Regions from separate parts of the Danio rerio genome. Here region 2 is linked to region 1. The links are chromatin contacts, called in public Micro-C maps. All regions are on one chromosome and are shown on one strand. The core of a region is the stretch at or near the end of the contact, and the rest is flanking DNA. Distances in the headings are between cores, read along the strand shown. Region 1 has its middle 40 kb from the start of slc6a17. Region 2 overlaps ngrn (neugrin, neurite outgrowth associated).

The links. Hi-C and Micro-C count contacts between places; a contact is called where the count stands out from the background.
Region 2: a contact with region 1 is called in a Micro-C map of caudal fin, with 3 times the contacts expected there. The contact joins two enhancer-like sites. A contact is called at or near these places in 2 of 18 Hi-C or Micro-C datasets (caudal fin and embryo).

The regions. Positions count from the first base shown.
Region 1 is chr8:26,788,159-26,794,391 of GRCz12tu, reverse strand. No RefSeq gene overlaps it. Among named protein-coding and RNA genes, the nearest start is that of slc6a17, 40 kb to the right of the region's middle. Within about 2 kb of position 3,756, at least 13 of the 62 cell types and tissues checked have an H3K27ac peak or open chromatin away from gene starts, as enhancers often do.
Region 2 is chr8:26,932,888-26,939,120 of GRCz12tu, reverse strand. It overlaps ngrn (neugrin, neurite outgrowth associated), which reads right to left. Exons shown (of 4, transcript NM_001045253.1): 2 at 6,022-6,228; 3 at 5,845-5,955; 4 at 1,816-2,958. The coding sequence starts at 6,227. The coding sequence ends at 2,406. It overlaps sort1b (sortilin 1b), which reads left to right. Exons shown (of 20, transcript NM_001126465.1): 20 at 1-861. Among named protein-coding and RNA genes, the nearest start is that of ngrn, 4.9 kb to the right of the region's middle. Within about 2 kb of position 2,665, at least 4 of the 62 cell types and tissues checked have an H3K27ac peak or open chromatin away from gene starts, as enhancers often do.

The DNA of each region.
Region 1 (6,233 bases), core at 2,507-5,006:
TATAACTATAAATTATTCTCAAAATCAGAGGGGAATAATAGTTGGATAACAATCGTGTAGAAGTGCATAAAACTGTAAACCTAACCTTAACATAAACCATAAATGTATCCCTTAATTCCTTAAATAATAATTGGCTAATTGGAATGTTGTTCCAGGTTCAACATAGATGTTAATTCAGAAACATGTCCTACTTGGTGAAGTCAGGTTGGCTCAGGCATGTTCTACCCTCTCATAATCATTTTAAATGTAGGTAATTTAAGTCAAAGAACAAATCAGACACACATATGAGCGTGAGAACCAACATTTTATTGTTCAGCTTTGTGATGGTCCATATTCAATATTCATAACTTTGCGATTTCCCAAGTGAATTGGAAATACTGTACAATATCAATGACATTGACTAAGAGACATTAAGATAGTCCATGTATAGCTAACAGCATACTGTGGCTAGTGATCTGAATGTGCTATCACCCAACAGAATAGGGTTTGACTAAAGTTTCAAGAGCATTGCTCTTCTTGAGCAGTGAAGCCCTCCGGCGCCACTACTCTCAGAGTAACAGCGGTTCCTGTGGCCTCACGGACTGTCTGACCAGCGTTCAAACGAAAAGCCTGCAGAAATATTGCTTATAAATCTAAGACTAGTACAGCACACAAGTGTAGTAGGGGGGGTAGTAATAGTCCACGTTTCATCAGTGTCCTTCTTACTAAATTACTTGCAGATGATCGTTACAGTACTTTGGGGGGTTAAAAATACATTTACATTCACATCAAGTATATTTCTAATGATTAAAATAGCACTTCCAGAGTGCAAAGTACTCTATTTTTGACTTTTCCTCCTCGGTGCTCGTATACAATAGAGACACAAAGAGTGGAAATGTCCCAGCTAAGTGTGTGCGTTACAGTCAGTTAACACTACTAAAAATGATTGCGCTGAATATAGGCAAATCAAACATGAAAAGTGAACGTTTTGACTTTAGACGAAACTCAGAAGCAGCAAACAATAATATTGCAGATACTAAGGCCAGAGGAGCGTACAGAAGGTGCGGTCTGTATGGTAAGCTGACGTTTACATCAAATTGAAACCGACGTTTACATTAAAAGCGTGAAAGAAAACTTCAGTTCAGTGCGCTAATCAACAATCTTTGCGGCGTGAACACACAAATAAGTGAGCCGTGTTCACAGAGGAACCAAAACTCACAGCTGGAGGTGAATCGGAGGAGGTCAGGGACTCACAACATCAAAATAGCAAAAATAAAACAGCTTTTTTTTACATACACACGCACACACACACTTGTTACAACAGACACTACCCCCATACACAACACGTACACTATTACACAATGTACAAAATAGTTCAATATTCTACGCTTTAACTGTACAACAATATCATACACATCAGTGTTACAAGAATTCACCTGTTTGCCTTTCATAAATTTCTTACCACCTGTTTAACAAAATGTACATCGATATTTACAGATATAATATTCCCAATCACATTGTACATAAATATACAGTTATAGCATTTTGCTCACAAACATTATGGCCTCCGGCACCTCTTAGAAAAAGGAAGAGATGCTTGTTGTACATTTCAATAGTTGCAATCGACTAAAATATGGCTCAACGTTTATGCTAAAATCAACATTTGAAGAGGTCTCAGAGCTGCAGTTTTCAGGGCAAAGTAAAAGTACAGTTGCTAGTGCTTTAAAAAGATGTGCCACATGGTTCCAGATTGTCTGCTTCGACACTTTTAGCGGATTAACCTCCGCTTCAGTCTGAGCTATAGCTATAAAGATTGTAGTGAAGCATTTGTAATTATCTATTGATGAGTTACTGCTGCATGTCATCACAGCAGGATGTACAACTGTGATCTATTACTGCCACAAACAGAGAGGCATGTGCTTATCGTATTAGAGTAGTGTAAAGTGACTTAATGAGTATTACCGCCCAGTCTAAAAGTCATAGCATTTTAATGCTTGTATTATGTTTGTTAATGCATGTTCAGATAATGCTATGTTAATCTACGACTGAACGTTGTGCTTGGCTTTGTGCTAATGCATCTGATAAAAGTTTTAGGGTATGTTAAAAAAAAAACTTAAGTTATACCTTTGTAGATAACGTCGTCAAAACGATTCCTGTAAACTAAAATAAGAATAGTAATTTTATTTAAATTGTTGTGTTAAGCCTCATTCACACTACGAGTGACTCGCAGCGGCAAAGTGACAAGTGACTGTTCATTTCAATAGAGAGTGAGCGACTTTCTTGAGCAACAGCCAATAAGGGGCACCAATAGAGCTCACGTGATCCTCCCAGCTCGCTCAGAGGCTGGTTGTATTTCCCATTCTGTGAACCTACACAGACCTGCATTTACAGCAGTTAGCCACGCAGAGCGAGTGTGAATGAGGCATTAAACATAAACTGAACTGAAGAATGTATGCCCTAAAATGTTTTAAGTGATAGCCCTACAAGAGGTTATTTTTGTGCTTTTTTCTCTGTTAATTAATTTACTGTATATTTTATTGTAGATATATTGTTGAAAGCAGAATTTTAAGACATTTTAAGGCTAGATTTGATCAAGGGATTTTTAACAGATTGTACATAATTGTACATATTTTTTTTCTTGTATTGTACATACAAGAATAACCCATGGTTTTTTGCTCAAAGGTGAAGATCCTACCCAATGTTTGTACAGTTCTGCTTACAGTAAAACACATTGTACTGGACTGCCCTGCTTTTAATGATTCCAGAAGGCTTTTTATGAATTGAACTCTCTTAAGGACATTTTTAGCAAAATGACACCAAGTTGTAGAATTTTTAGAATTTTTTAATGCTAAAAATCTTATTTAATCTTGTATTCGTTTGCTTGTTGATTTTTTTTAATTGTATATTTATTATTGAAATGTTCTTGCCATGAAAATAGCCATAGTTGCTGACATGGCATTAAATAAAAAATACATTACATATTGTTGACGTTTTTATGATATTGTTAAGGAAAACATTGATGTAAAACTTTACAGCAATTCAGCTAGAGCCATTTCTTTTTTGAGATTGATTGCCAAAGTAAAATACTTAACATGGCCTGTTTTTGTATTTAATTGTCATCTGAATTAATGTACAGTCATAAAATGTCAATTCATTTATTTTTTTTAATATATGTACATTTAAAAAGATAAAAAAATAATTAAGCTTCTTAGCTTTAAAGTTAACTTTATATTGGATTTGTGCTTTGTGTATCCATGTATTTACACAAAATTAGTTTTGTGAAATAATTGGCCTGCACTACCATTACGGACATCCTAGGGGTCAGAAACGAGATCTCTGATGTTGAATTTAATATTCCTGCTGCCACAGTGGAATTTTTAATTGGGTAGCCATGCTGTCTTCTCTTTTCTACGTGTCTCATTGTTCATAATTTGTGAAAGCCAAAAGATTTTTAGTTTGTTTGTTTTGCTCACATTTAAATATAGCTTTTAGATTATTTTAACTAAAAACAGATATAACTTTAAATGGCTTATTTAAAAATAAAAACTCCTAGTGATTGTGCTTGAGGTGCAGCTCTGGGGCCCCTTGCGGAGAGAAGGTAAAGTGCACAAAAACAAAAGTGCCACAAGCAAACAACAAAACAAACAATATATGTTTCACATTAATCATCAGAGTGTACGCCATAATGAGAGGCACCAGCTGTGCTCAGAGGAGGGGTGTGTGTGTGTGAGAGAAAGAGAGAGCATGTTCAACTCAGAGACAGAGACACACCTTCAACACACTAATCAACAGCAAACGTCGACATCTTGTGGACAATCTTGTGCTATTGCAAGGAGCAACACTTAAATTATTGTACTTTTACCACACGTTGGACAACTACCCAACTACAACAAACAAAACGGTGCATTTGTGCTGACGCGAGTAAATGTGCTCTTTTGACATTCTCATCTGACTGTGATGAAGGCAGACTCAATGCACATCACATTAGTTTAGCCTGGCTTTAAAAATGTCTCCTAGGTCTTGAATGGCAGCACACAGTTACCTTTGGGTTACTTTAAAATCATTAACCAATTGTAACTTAATTTCGAATATTAACACATAAGGAAATGTGTTTAAGACATTAGTTTTAACAATGAATGTGAATGGAAATGGTCATCAAGTTCCGAAACATCACACAAGCATTACTATTGGCTTCTCTCAAACGTATGTCTGTTCTTTCAAGAATATTAAAGGAACTTGCACTGCTTTTCTGATAATTTTTGGTCTACTTTTAAGCTTACAGTTCCAATCCTCATTTTCAATGGACAGAAAACAGCACCCAGTATATTCCTAAATGAATTCATATTTTATGTCCCATAGAAGCAATAGAGTCATAGCGGTGTGGAGTGACATGAGTGGCTATGTGTACATGAACATTTTTTTGTTTCGGTTGGTATAAATTCATCCTGATTGATGAATCCAAACATAGTGTTTTAAGTTTTCAAATTGAATTTGATCCTTTGATATGCGCGCTTGACATGAATACAGACTTTTCCAATGTTTCTGAAGCTTCTGGAGAATACTCCTCCTTCTTAAAGGAATAGTTCACCCAAAAATAAATAAAGTACCTCATCATTTATTCTCCCTCAGGTGGTTATCACCCTTTTTGAATTTTTCTGTTGAACACAATAAGAGATATTTTGAAGAATGCTGGTTGCTGTCATCCACCGACAAAAGTTACCTATGGAAGTCAAGGAATGCCAGCTACTTCAAAACATCTTCTTTTGTGTTCAACAGAAGAAGGAAAAACACAAATAGGTTTTGCACAAGTGAAGGGTGAGTAAATGTCAGTGTCAGAATATTCATTTTTGGATGAACTAGGCCTTTAATATTTGTTCCAGCAAATGACAGGTAGGCTATATAAAGCTTTGTGCAGTGCTGCCTATGTAGCTATCTACACTGGGAAAAAATTATAGTTGCAAACATTTTGTGTGTTGAGTTTAAACAAATTAAATTTGGTAATGTTCAACTTAATTTTTTTGGGCTAAATTTAAACAAACAAATTGTTTACAACCACTTAACTTAAACATCCAAGGAATCATCTTTGAATCATTTATTTTCAGTGTAGCAATAATAATGCCCTACACCCTGAACAAAACGAGGCATCTTGTTCATACGTCATTTAATGGAGTATTTGGTTGCATTTAAATGCAGCAGAATGTTAGATTAAATGTGAATGGTCCCTTTAAATTATTTTCCCCTTGTTGTAAAATGCAGCGGTTGCTAAGGATACTACAAGGCCCTTATAGGAACATTTCGAAGTCTCCTCCCAACACACACTCACACACACTCACAAACGGAGAATTCATTAACATGCAGCCGTGCTGTTTCTGACACAGGTTCCCCTGGGTAACCAGCCTAGTCCGTATCTATTTTTACCTCAGCAGTCTTTGTGATGGATGCAAAAGCTACAAGCAGCTGGATGATCAAAAGCATTGCCGTTGCACTCAATAAGACCCACAACTCTTGTTCCACACTTTCCTCTGCTCTCCAGCCCTCTTCTACTCCCTGAATCTATTCTTACTCGAATAAATACTGTAAGCGAGCCTCTTTCATTAGGTTCAGAGTGTCTGTTAAGAGCAAATAAAACAGAATAAAAGATAAATCACGTTTAAGATTGCACATTATTGGGCAGTGAGCAGATCTCAATCACGTCAGGCAGTCTTCATAGTATTCACTCGACAGTACACATAAAGGGACTACACATTACACAAACCAAGACTATACTTTGGTTCCTCAAAGAAAATGGTCCTTGTCTTCCAGCTCAACATAGTAATTTATAAGTACATGCATCTGCTTTTTCCATACAAGGTTGTTTTTCGTTCTATTTTTAAACTAATTTTACGATTTAACTTTTTATACTCCATTTCTTTTATATGTATTGCAGCTTTTTAGAGAGAATGCACAAATATCATGACATTTCATTTGGCAGAAGAAAAAAAAAACATGCTACTGTTAAAAAGTTTGGGTCATTTTTGGCAATAAATTGTTTTATACATTTGACAAGAAAACAGTAAAACTACTATATTTCAAAATAAGTGTGTGTGTGTGTGTGTGTGTGTGTGTGTGTATTTACAACAGTTCTGTCTGGCTCATGAATCTGATTGGCAGATAGCTGTGCGATTTTTCTGCAAATAACAGCACTCGTATAGCCTCTTCACCCGTCACCTTTGTGTATTACTCCGCCCACATACAGCGACAAGCTGAGAACACTC
Region 2 (6,233 bases), core at 1,416-3,915, 150 kb before region 1:
AGAAAAGGTGTGACTTTTTTTTTTCTTTTTTAAACCGCCTGACACTTGACTAGGTGTTTGCGTGACAAACCATTAGTCGCAATAATTTAGCATGTGTTCATTATTTCCAAACATCAGTGAGAACAGACCCAGTGGTCGGAACTCTTTGACCATGCCATTTAACAAGATTCAAATGCAATAGAAAGCAGTTTAGCACCTTTCCGCTTGTACTTCCTGTTTAACGTCTGATGCAGTGAGTTTTCTTTTAAGTATCTACACTTCATTTCTAGCCAAATTTCTAGCAGTTGTTTACTTATCTATACCAATCCTAATGGAAAGTCTCATATTTTCATAGAGGAAGACAATCTCCTTTGCAAATACTCATATGATGTTTAAGAGGTATAAAAATTCTAGTTTGTGTTTTGATTCAAGTGCCTAGCATGAAGGCATAGCTTGTGCCTTTCAATAAAATGTAAATCTCATCATCTATAATTCTAAAACAAGAGGAAAGAAGTACCACAGTTCAAAAACATGAGTTCATATTTCAGTACTTTTACTTTTTATAAAACAGAATAATAGTAAATGAGCCTCTAATATTGTATTCCTCCCATTTAATTGCAAATTGGACAGTTTAGGTTGTTCTCCATGCTTAATAAAAATAAAAATAATCTGGATATGACAAGTAGACGCAATGCAAATGAAGTTAATTCTATTGTGACACTGATGTTATTTATGAGAGGTGGAACACTTCTTCAATGTACATAGTAGTTGTGAAGCTCTGTACATATATAGCAATTCCCACTTTGTATCTGTTATTTTCTTTGCTCTGTATATTTGGAAAAGAACTGTTAGTTTGAGAAATAAATTGATTTGTCCTGTTGATTTTGTGTGGTCAAAATTTATACTTATTTGTCAGTTTTTTAATTCCATTCTTCTGCAGTTAGGAAAAAATAAAGCAATTTATATAAGAAAATGAATTAAATATGAGCGTAATAAACTTGCAATATATAAAACATCAACTCTGTGAGGAAAAAAAGGTTTTAGAAGATGCAAACACTTTCTCTCACAAACCTGAGTTTATATTACACAAATAAACTTATTTCCAAGAAATAAAAAATAAATACTGTATACATTTTTATGATAAGAGTATATACTGTATAAATTTTTTTTAAAAGTGTAAAAAATTGTCTCAATTATGAAAAATAAACGCAATTACCTGTAAAACAAATTGTATTTCCTTTGGCAGCTCCATATAAATGTGACAGAGATGCAAAGTATTCAGTTTTCACCATGTTACCAATCATTTCTTTACTACGAAAAGGATAGTTCACTAAAAAATGAAAATAATAATAATTTCTCCATCCTTCAAACCTGTTGGGAGTTTATATTATTGTTTTTATTTTTATTTTATAAAGCAGTATCCATTGACTTTGATCGTATTTTTGTTTTTACTCTGGGTGTCGATGTCTGCTGGTTTCCAGCATTCTCCAGGATGTCTTGTGTTAAACAAAACGAAATTCATTAAAGGGCACCTATTTTACCCCTTTAACATCATGTAAGACGAGCCTTTGTTGTCTCCAGAATGTGTCTGTGAAGTTTCAGCCCAAAATACCCATCAGATTATTTATTATAGCCTGTAGAACCTGCCTATTTTGGTGGCTGAGTACAGTGTAGCTGTTTTAGTAGCCTGTGGCTTTAAATGCAAATGAGCTGCTTCTCCCCACCCACCGTTTCGACATGTGTGTCTGCTTCTCATGGGTTAAATCAGATAAACAGCAGTTAGTGATGGATGAAGCTGAAAAAACGTCACAAGTCAAAAACACCCAAGAAAGTTTATTTGATGTATTTGTGGTGGAATTTATTCAAGCATTTCTGAAATGATGAGTCTCACACAAATGCCATTTGCATTACACACACATTAAAGTTTACTGACACCATGTGGCCGTGTTGATTATAGCGGTTAAGAATGAATGATTTAACTGTCTTTATTACAAACTCTGTTTTAAATTTTTTTTAAACGTATATAACTTATGAAAATCACAGAGATATTTTAATCCAAGTTTATTTGCAAAAAAATGTTCTGTGGACGTGTATAAACATTATTGTAGAAACATGATGCCTGTCAATCAATCGGTGGTCAGGGAAAACCACACCCACGTTGCAGTGGGCCTCAAAATCACTGTGATATGGGTCCTATTTTATTGTCAGGATATTTTTTAAAAAGAGACTTGCGTTTCTATCACTCTAATATGACTGTGGACACAATATACCTACATACAGCTCTGTCCAAACAGCTTACTAATGTTAATCATAGGTGTCCTTTCAAGTTTACGTAAATGGTGAAGAAATGTTTATTTTTGGTTGAATTATGCCTTTAGATATATTTTTATTTAACAAACATTTTCTAAACATAAACTCCAAGTGTCTCAAACTCTATACAGGAAGTTACCTTCACTATCAAAAAAGTCTCTTCCTCTCTGCTCCACTGGACTGGGCTTCTCATGAAGTGTTTGTGTGATTTTCTCCAGCTCTTCGTCAGTCAGAATCACTCCATCCCACTCCTCCTCAAACTCTACATCATCATTCACATCCATCTCACCTTTAGACTCAAGCCTGTCCTGGTATTCGGGTGCCACATTCAGTACAGCTGTCTGTTTTGATAATGTTATGTGTCCAGCAGAGGGCGTCAGTCCAGTCTGCTTGGTGTCCAGTGTTTTGAGGGCAGAATGAGATGTGTTTGCAGAGGGGAGCAGTACTGATGGAGTCAAGCTCTTCTGAAGTCTGGATTGTTCAGCTTTGCCGTCTTTGAGATACTGTGGTCCACTGCTGGGGGAGACTTTAGCATCCTGCTTTAGCTTCCGGGCTGCTGGTGGGGTGAACGTGCTGCGCAAGACTCTGGAAATGACATCAGGGCTGACAGAGAAACCCTCTGCTAGTCTCTGGAGCGTCCATTCCTCTGGAGACTCCTGCTTTAGGTACCTGTGAAATCATATGGCAGATGACTGGCCGGTAAAAAACTACAACATTTCTGGCAAGACATGAGATTGGTATGATTTATTGAGAAATCAACGTTCAAACATTCATTGATTTTACTTATTTTTCTTTGGCTTAGGGCCTGATTTACAAGGAGCTGCATATGAAAGTTTTTGTTTGTTTTTTTGCCATGAAATACTTGCAATTAAGAATCATCTATTCTAAAAAAAAGTATTACATTAAATTGTGAACTACTATTTTAATTAAAAAGACATAAAATCATAGCAACCCCTTCCCTTTAAATGATACTCTGAGGAAAAAATAGGATTTATTCATATTTTCATATAAATAAAATGAGATTCCCATAAACAGGGGCTGACTTGGTGATTTTGGGGCCCAAAGCAATTCCAGGTATGGGGCCCTAGCAATTAAAAAAAAAAAAAACTGCATGTTAAAAAGCATATTTTGTATATTTTAATATTTAAATGAACCATTCTCTTTCTAATGTAAAATTAAAAGCAAACAAAAAAAAAACAAGTTCACAAACTATGTACAGCAGGGGTGTCCAAACTCAGTCCTGGAGGGCCGGTGTCCTGCAGATTTTAGCTCCAACTTGTCTCGACACACCAGCACAGATGTTGAGTCAGCTTGATTAGCTAGCTCAGATGTGTCTGATCAGGGTTGGAACTAACCTACAGGACTGAGTTTAGGCACCCCGATGTACAGTTAATTGGCTATTGTTGTGATTAGATTTTAATAGTAATAATAGTAAACTAACATTTAAACAAGTGGAATTTACAATTCATCAAACTAAACTTTGCACCCGTTATCATATGAACTGAATAATTGCTGTTTTTGAATCGGTGGCCGTTTCACTGGAGAATGTGATGTGAACAGGCCCTCTTTCTTAAGCTCACAACACTCATCATCTGAGCTGTTTTGGCCAGACAGCAGGATCGTGGAGGAAGTTGTCGTATTTATACTTTTTTCCCCAAATGTTCTCAATATTCTCACTCTTGAACACTCTGTCTGCCTCTTCTCTAATCGCTAGCAAACTGGTGTCACTAAAATCTCTGTGATTGTGAACAACTACAAGATAATAATAAGCAGTCAATTTAAATGATTACATGTAAAACAGTGGAGAAGCAGATGGGTTTAACTGTACCAGGGAAATACCTCACGTTTCTACTGCTAAAATATTAGCCGTCGGCATGCAGATGAATGATCTGCTCTCAATGCTGCAGGTGTGAGAGATGGCTGTGTGGCACCGTGCCGCCTTTGAGTGCTCTAAAGCGGTGGAGAGGCCGACAGCATCACCCTCAGCACGTTGTGAAGAGTGATGTTAGGAACGGTACAGAACATAAGACTCTCTAAAAATCTCCAGTAACACCTAAAAACATTAGCTAGTCACTTTTTGGAAAATTTGCCGCTTAGGGGGGTCTGAAAAGTCGCTAAGTTGGCAACACTGTCTATGATCAAAGCACTCACACTTCGTGCATGTGCAGTACGGAAGGAACGTTCCACTATTCATGGGGGCCTTGGTTTTGAAAATATTTAAAATCGATTTTACAACATATGACTGAAGTGAAGTTTATGTATAAACTAATTTCAAGAGGATCACGTGATTATGATTGAACACGGCTGGTTCTGCATTAGCATTTAAAATTATAAATAGCCATTATAAAGAGCCAGGGTTTCTCACTACAGTCATCTTCGATTTGAAGAATCCCCCCTTCCACCCCTACCTCTTCAACTTTCCCTCCATAGGGCGGCATGGTGGCCCAGTGGTTAGCACTGTCGCCTCACAGCAAGATTGTCACCGGTTCTAGTCCTTTAACAGGTTGGATTTCATTTCTGTGCGTAGTTTGCATTGGTTGGAGGTCCCTAATTCCCCAAGCCCCTAAGCGGCTGCTTATCTCACTTATTGGTTAAGTCCACACCTGGCCAAGGGGTATGAATAATTTCAGCTTGACTGTATATTATAAATACACACACAAGCTAAATAAACTGAACATATACACACATTTTATCTCATTTTATTTAATCTCCTAATTAATTATTTAATATGTTTACATTTTAAATCAAAGTTTGGGCTCACAAACCATTCAAATAAGTATGACATATGATATAAAAATATAATAATAATAATTTAGTCCACACATGCACGTGACAATAGAAAATGATGGCTTATAATCACAACAAATTTTGAATGCTCAATGTTGTGACTGATTAAACAGAATTTCAGAGACCTTTGTAATAGACACAGGATGCGAATTACAGGGGGGTTTGGGGGGACTGACGCCCTAACTAACACTTGATCCCTCCCTGAAGGACATCAAAACAAGATGTATGGAGGGTCAACCCTGTGATAATAAAAATAGCTTTCTCTGATTCATATCTTTAATATTAATAATTAAAAATGTATAATATAAATATACATTTGATCCCCCTACAACGGCTTATAACATTGAGAATGCATAATTGCGCCAATCAATGCTAGGAAAAATATCATTCAACAGTCCTAAACTGGCAGTTCTAGAGCACAGATAGACAACTTAAGTATTCACAAAACAAGTTTCTTGTAAAATAGATGTTTTTATCTGCATGTAGGCTTAAAAATGAAAAATTATACACATAATTTGTATAGTTTGACCTACAGTACAGTAACCTCTAAAATAGTCATCAATATCCTTCAAAACCCTAAGCATACATTTTATTAATATATGATATGCAGTTTAAATAAATTCATAAATTTGATTCACTGAAGCATGTATTACCCAACTACTATTGAAAAAAAATTGCCCCAAGCCCCCAACAACCCCCTGGCAATCTTTGCACACAGAATAGACAGCAATTTGCACACTGAACAGACAGACATACTGACTTTGTTACCTTATCTGTTCAATGGCATCCCAGCTGAGCTTTCTGTGTGGAGCTCCAGGAGTGTTCATTTTCCTCTTGATTATATGAAACTTTGCTGCTTTCTGTCTTCTCCTCTCTTCACTGTACAGAAGCGTTAACATTAATGCATGAAGACAGAAGCTTTTGTCCTTCTCTAGAAGAACTCACCAAATAATAGAGTCCAGTTTGACTTCCACTGCATCCATGTCATGGTCATCCTCAAACACGGCACCCTGTTGTTTCTGTTTGGGATTCTTTGACATCCACCCGAATGAGCCTCGACTGGCATGGCGACGGGCCTGGCAGACAGCAGGTCCTGGGACAGGGGCCAGTTTGGTGGCCAGCATGAGGACTCTTCTCCAGGGGGACACCATTCTAAA